2 separate regions of the Triticum aestivum genome follow, and region 2 is linked to region 1. The links are chromatin contacts, called in public Hi-C maps. All regions are on one chromosome and are shown on one strand. Each heading gives the region's core, a stretch centred on a gene start, on an enhancer-like site or on the middle of the called end of the contact. The rest is flanking DNA. Distances are from core to core; before and after follow the strand shown. Region 1 holds the start of LOC123098094 (nuclear speckle splicing regulatory protein 1). Region 2 holds the start of LOC123098095 (vegetative cell wall protein gp1).

Region 1 (3,455 bases), core at 601-3,100:
AACTCTGTCATAAGCCCTCATCATGTCCAACTTCATTGCACAGTGTCTGTTCCTCTGAGCTGAGTTCCTCTTCATAAAATGAAGACACTCATGGGATGTAATTATATTGTCTGTCATGAGCCTTCCTGGGACAAAAGCAGACTGTTCTTCCGATATAATTTCAGGCAAAACTTGCTTTAACCGGTTAGAGATGACCTTGGAAGCAATTTTATCTAACACACTTCGGAGAGAGATGGGCCTGAACTGGGTCAAGGAAGTGGGATTTTTCTACCTTTGGTATTAATATCAGCATGGTGTCATTAATGCATTCGGCTGACTCTGTACCCTCAACGAGGATAGCCCTTGTCACATCCTGACCACAAGTATTCCGATGACGTTGAAAAAAATGAGCGGTAAATCCGTCTTTTACTATGTTAAAAAAGGTTCAAGGATACCCGAACTCTCTCATAGGCGGTCCTAGTTTCTTTTTTGCTTTCTTAAATTCATGACCCTTTTAATTGCAGGCACAAGTCGGCCCCTTTTGCATTGTTTTGCCTTTTTAGGGCTGTTGTAGCCTTTTTAACTTTTTTAGTAAATGGCCTTTTTAACTTGGAATCTGAAATTTGAAGAACTAAAATGGTTAGAGAAAAGCAAAAAATGGTCGAGGGCCAAAACAACCTAGAAGCCCAAAAGCAACGCGGACACCGTGTCGCGGGAGCTATATGTCGCCAGAGATGTATTACGTCTCGCCTGCATGACGACATTATTGGGCCTGGCCCGTATGTAGCATTGGTTTGACTATTTTTCACTGTTATACATTGTTTTCTTTTTATTATTTTTTTTCTTGTCTTGCGGTTTTCTTTGTTTTTTCCCTGTTTTCCTCGGTTTCAGTTTGTTCCACTGTTTTCTTTCGTTTACTTTGTTGTTTTCCTTTATCTTTTTGTTCAACATGTATCTTTTTTTCCACACACAATGCACATTTTTCGTATACATCAAGAAATTTTTTATACATGTTTAAAAAAATTCAATTACTCGATTAACATCTTTTTAAATATATGTTTTGGTTGTTTAAATTTTTAGTATACACCAATTTTTTTATAATTTTTATTTTTTTAATATGTGATTAACATGTTTTTAAAATATATGTTTCTATGTCTACTTTTTTTCATACTCGTTGTAAATTTTTCATATACATATGAAACATTATTTTTATAGACATTTAATATTTTTAAAAGACATTATTAAGATCTTTTTAAATATATAATTTTGATGGCTGCTTGTTTCATATACAATGTATGTTCTTGTATACATAAGGAAGATTTTCCTATATACATGACTAACATTTTTCAAATACAATGATTAAAATTTTCCAAATTCATTTTTCGTGTTTATTTTTAATAGACATTGCACATTTTTTCTACATCTAAAGCATTAATTTTATTTTCGTTTAATATTTTTGAAATACACTTCTTTTTAATTTTATTTCAAATACATGTTAAATATTTGCCAAATACACGTTGAAACATATTTTTTTCCAAACGCTACATATCAGAATTTTTCTAAAGTTGCACAAACACTTTATCAAAAATTACCTGGAGTAATTTTTTGTGTAATAGATGTATTATATTTTTATAAAAAATAAGTAGAAAATAAAAATCTAAAAAAAACGAGAGAGAAGAATAAAACAGAGTGAAGAAATGCACAGACCAGCTACTGGGCCGGCCCACTAGGGCCGTTTCTTCAGGGGCGCCGCCTTATAGCCGCGCGCCCGAGTTCATGCCGTGCCGGGCTGATCCCCCCCGGTCGGCACATGTGGCTTTTTGGTGAGCTCAGCCCTTGGGACCGGGCCGCATTTGTGCTCGCGCACAACGGCAAAGTTGATGGATCGGCCCCTTCAAAAGAGAGAGAGAGAGAGAGAGAGAGAGAGACGGATCGGCCGTTCCTCAAAGGAAAAACAAAACAGAGGGATCGACCGGGATTTGGGCCTGCGTCTTGAGGCGAACGAACCCTACCGATCGACGCGACGGGGTGACGGCGCAGGAGCGGACGGACGCGGTGCCTCCGGCGACAAGTCCGACGACGACGAAGGACTTCCGTAAGGTAACACCCCTCCTCCTTCCTCGCCCTCCTCTCCATCCAGCCCTGCCGCCCGAGCCCCTACGGCGGCGGCTCCCTCCGTCCCCCCCTGCTCGTCCCGTCGCCCGCGGACCGCGGTGACCTTCAGCCTCCGCCCAGGCCGCTCCCTCTCTTCCTTTGCAGTCGCCCACTCGAAGCTTACCAGAGACCACGGGAGCCACCCAATCCCCTAGGGACTGAGTCTCTTCTAATCCCTCTCCCCCTCTTTCTTTGGGTAACATGGGAATAACACAGAAATCTTACGAGTAGATTGCAGCTGAACCAAATACTGCCTGTGCATTAAACAGGATTTATTTACGCAGCTTTCAGCTATACAGAGCACTCTAGCAAGCACTAGAAAGAATAGCGAACTTTATTAATTACTCAAAATAAGAACTAGAGTACCTATTTGCAACTTTATTTAGAGTAAAAGCTAGTGTTGGAACCTATCAACAACAATGATCCAATGAGTCCAGACTATATCAAGCTAACTACGTGGGTGCAAGAAAATGTTGTTTCAAATATTCAATCTCTAGTACAGACTAAATTCGATACCTACTCAGGCAGGCATACCAGCAAACGACCCATGCTTCACAATTGTAAACATATAATGTATTAGTAGCGTATGTGCCGCAAAAGGATTTCATGGCCAACACATTATTGCCAGTCATAAAAACATCATTTAAAGACAGAGATTCTACAGTCCTCAGCTATGAGGCCACATGACTACTGATCCAATCGACAATGTTTAATTGTCCTCCCTTATGAAAGAAAAGAAGATGGTGTTAACAAGAATTATACCAAGCTGATTCCACACTGGACAAAACATGACCACCATGATATCATCTAAGTTGCAATGGATATATTATCACACAATGAACCATTTGAGTGTACTGAACGACCACAAATGAACAAAATTGAACAACAATATCAAGTTGTGCAATTAGTGGATACACAAGCAACTGATATGATTTGGATGTGAGTACCAGAAGAAAAAAGAGAGAAAATGATTTTGATTTCGTTTTCTGTGTGTGCGCTTCTGTCAGCTGAGCTCCACACTGAGTTTCACCTGCTTCAGCTGAAGAGTGTCTGTGAGCATGAGGTACAGTGGCTACTACTCCCCAGGCGTTTTGTACACAAACTACACATACTTAGGAGGTCCATGGTACATTTTCATTACTAAAGGGTGGTCATTGTAGTACATTACTACCACACTATCTACCATGAACAGGAGGTCCCTGATCTGATTCATAATCCGCAAGCACAAAAAACTTAGATTCAGAATTGTGTAAGCATGCTAGTTGATTTTTAGATTGTTGCACATCTAGAAATAATGTTAGAAAGTGAGCATTCCCACCCAC
Region 2 (3,455 bases), core at 464-2,963, 300 kb before region 1:
AATTTCAGTTCAAATACTACTGTTTGTCTTCAGAATTAAAACATCGATGGGGTAAAGGGACTTGGAAGAAAGCTGGATAGATAACTGTCCATTCATAATTGATGTCTAGCTAGTAGTGTCCACGGGATACATACATGCATACAAAGATCACACGAAAAACAATATGTACACGCGCCAATATTTCGCCAAGCACAAGATTTAATTTAAGTCACACTTAAACATCACCACATACATTATACTTACTAGAGTAATTAATCTCTTGATACAAGGTAATTCAAAAAACACATCACCCAATCAAGAACAAGAGCATACGCGCGCACGCAGGCACGTAACGTACAGTATGTAAACCCTAGATATATATCTAGCACCACACAATTAAAGCTTAATCAACATCATCTTCTTCACCTGAATCGGTCGACGGCTGGACCCCATCTAGCACCGCGTCCATCTGACGGCCACATCACGGTCACGCCACCGACCATTGCTCGAGCATCACACAACTCTTCTTTCTTGTCTTCTAGTAGTAGTAGTACGTATTTTCCCAGCCAGGAAATAATAGTATTGGAGGGAAATAATCAACAGTAGCAACGGTACACCGAGATCACGTAAATGCGCGGCGCGGCAGGGTAATTGCCACGATACTAGAGGCGGAGGAGGCGGCGGAGGCCGTCGGCGGTGGCCGCCTCAGCGTTGCAGGACGGGGCGGCCGGCGCCACCTTGCCGGCCGTGGCGGAGTGTGGAGACGCTTTGACGACGAGGGAGAACCTGGGCAGCGGCAGGCTGCTGGGCGGCGGCGCCAGCGCGTGCAGCAGGTCCTGGACGCAGCTCCGGGCCAGCTCCTGCTCGAGGTCGTCCAGCGCCTCGGTCACCGCGGGCGCCGGCGGCAGTGGCGTCGCCCGCTCCAGCGGCTTCTTCTTCTTCTGCTCCCTTGCCGGTTCTGCGGCCGGCGGCTTAGCCGGCCTCCTCCTCCTGTCTCTCTGGCTCAGCTGGCGTGACGAAGCAGGGGGCGACGCTGCCGGCACGACGGTCGTGGGCGCCGCCGGCCTGACGGCACGTGGCGGTGTCGGAGGTGGTGGGTAGGGGAAAGTGGCATACTTGGTAGCGGTGGGCGGGAGCGGCAGGAGGGGTGGCTGGTTGGACGGCAGGAGAGGGAGAGACGGCGACGAGTATATCGGCGGCCTGGCGTACGCATACGGAAGAGCGGGAGCGGGGGCGGAGTTCCACGCGCCACTTTTCTGGAAGTGATGGTACTGCGGGCACGTGCGGGAGGAGCCGTACGCGCCGTGCGGCCTCGCCGGCCTCCCGCCATAGACGCCCCTCTTCGGGTACTCGAAGCTTCCGGAAGAACGATCCAGCAGAACGTTCTCCATGTCTGGCTAGATAGGAGTAGGAGGAGAAGAATTAAGAGAGCAACAAGAAATAAAGAAGGATGGGAATGAAGAACTGGAAGAACTTGTAGTATTAGTTTTGCATGAAATCTGCAAGAACTAGCTAGATCCTTGGGAAGAAAAACAACAAGGATGCTAGCTAGGATCGATCTATCGGTGGTTTTAGATCGAGAAGAGATCAAGAACATGCAAGAGGAGGAAGTGAACCAAAAAAATGGAAGCTATCTATATCAGTGAAGAACCGAAGAAAAGGCCTGCGCTCTATCTACGGTGGAGAGGAGAGGAGAGGAGGGAGCAGCTAGCCAATGCATGCACTAAGCCCACCCTGGCCTCCGGGCTACAGCTCTAGGGGGTGCAACGCCCTCTCTTTTATAGAGGAAGGTTGATGAGATGGGTTAGTTGGTTCGTTGAGTACTTGTGGGGGTGATTTGACCTCACATAAACTAATCTTCCTCGATTTTTCTTGTGGGTTACTAATGGCAGGTTTGCACGTGTTAATTACTATTGTACGGGGGTTAGAAACTTTTGCTGATGCCCCTCTAGAGGATGGTAATTACTGATTCCTTGCCTCTCCGGGAGCATTATTCGGAGAATAGAATTCATGGATAGATGTTTTATTCTTGGCAAAAGAACCTCGTCTTTTTATTTTTGCGGGGAAAAGAACCACATCTTTATATATTTCTAGCTTTAGGTTGCGTTCGGTGTTGGGGTGGTTCCAACTATTCTAGCATATTCCTTGATTTTCATAAAAGATTGGGAAATAAGTACAACATAGTGCAATCCCCCGACCGAGCCTTATAGTACATGCACATTGCACTCATTTATCTATGTCTTGGGGTTTTAAGATGTTTTTTGATTGAGACTTGTCCTTGGCCAACTGAGGGTAAAAATGCAATCATGAAAATGTATTATTTTCATGGAATACATTCTAAATATCTACATCACAACGTTAGATTTTGATTACGACGTTGCCAAATTATGTCTTTCGGTTATATGGTCTCAAGAAAATCACGCCTTCCAATTATGCTATGTCAATAGCTACGTATTAATGGCTCATTCATTTTGGAGGATTTTTGGAAGACTCCTATGGCATTTTCATCCATGTTTAGCATTCATTTTGACAGAATTCTTAGCATTAAGGAGATATCGTGGGAAATTTTCATGATTGAAGTGAGCAAGGCAACCATTTCTTTGAATTTTTTTTGCGAAGAAAACTTTCGATCTATTCATCAACTGTCATGTCATTGTAGTACAAAGAACATCAGAAGTAAAAAATATATCTAGATCCGTAGACCACCTAGCGATGACTACAAACACTGAAGCGAGCCGAAGGTGCGCCGCTGTCATGGCACTTTCCTCATCGGAGTCGGGCAAACCTTTGAAATGACATAAACCGAATGAGCCCTGACTGTTTCATTTTACAACTTGACATAGTTTCGTTATCCAACTGATCGCAATTATTTGGAAACGTCATACTAGATAGATAGGAGAAAATATGTCCCGCCACCCACTTAATGTAGTGCCGGCCGGTAGCTAATTAAATAGTGTGCGTTTACCTTGTTCGATTTGTTTTTGAGAGGGAGGGGTCGAGGACCAAAAAAGAAGTGCAAGTGGGGGGTGGTTCTGCAAAACAAAAATGCCGACATGCACAGTTCAGGCAACGGCTGCCACCTGATCTGACCACTAGATCACGAAAACAACATCGCGTCAATGACGGTGGGCCCCGAAAGTCTCCACGGGAAACGCGGCCCCGCAACGTACGGCGGTACGCGCGAAGCCAGCCCACCCATAAAGATCTGCCCGCCTTTCTGGCCGGTCTCGTCCTTGCTGTAGCGCGAATCCGGAGGACAGGGACCAACTGCGGCTAGGCCGGCAACCGCCAGACCGGCGCCGGCCGTCCGATGGGCGCCGCTGGGGCGCATCGGCCCGTCCGTCCGATCCGGAAAGCGACGCCGCCGACCTGCTTTCTTCTTCTCTCCTCCACCCGCCTTTCCTTCCCCGGCCGTATAGGCGATAGACAGGGTCCACCGGCCGGCGCCCGCGCCAGCGCCGCCCGGGGATTTCCGT

Evidence for each region. A called contact is a pair of places that touch in the nucleus more often than the background predicts.
Region 2: a Hi-C map of leaf shows a contact between it and region 1, with 4 times the contacts expected there. The contact joins the promoter of LOC123098095 here to the promoter of LOC123098094 in region 1. A contact is called at or near these places in 2 of 5 Hi-C or Micro-C datasets (both in leaf).

What each region holds. Positions count from the first base shown.
Region 1 is chr4D:387,772,429-387,775,883 of IWGSC CS RefSeq v2.1, reverse strand. It overlaps LOC123098094 (nuclear speckle splicing regulatory protein 1), which reads left to right and starts at 1,850. Exons shown (of 6, transcript XM_044519970.1): 1 at 1,850-2,079.
Region 2 is chr4D:388,072,372-388,075,826 of IWGSC CS RefSeq v2.1, reverse strand. It overlaps LOC123098095 (vegetative cell wall protein gp1), which reads right to left and starts at 1,713. Exons shown (of 1, transcript XM_044519971.1): 1 at 181-1,713. The coding sequence starts at 1,370. The coding sequence ends at 642.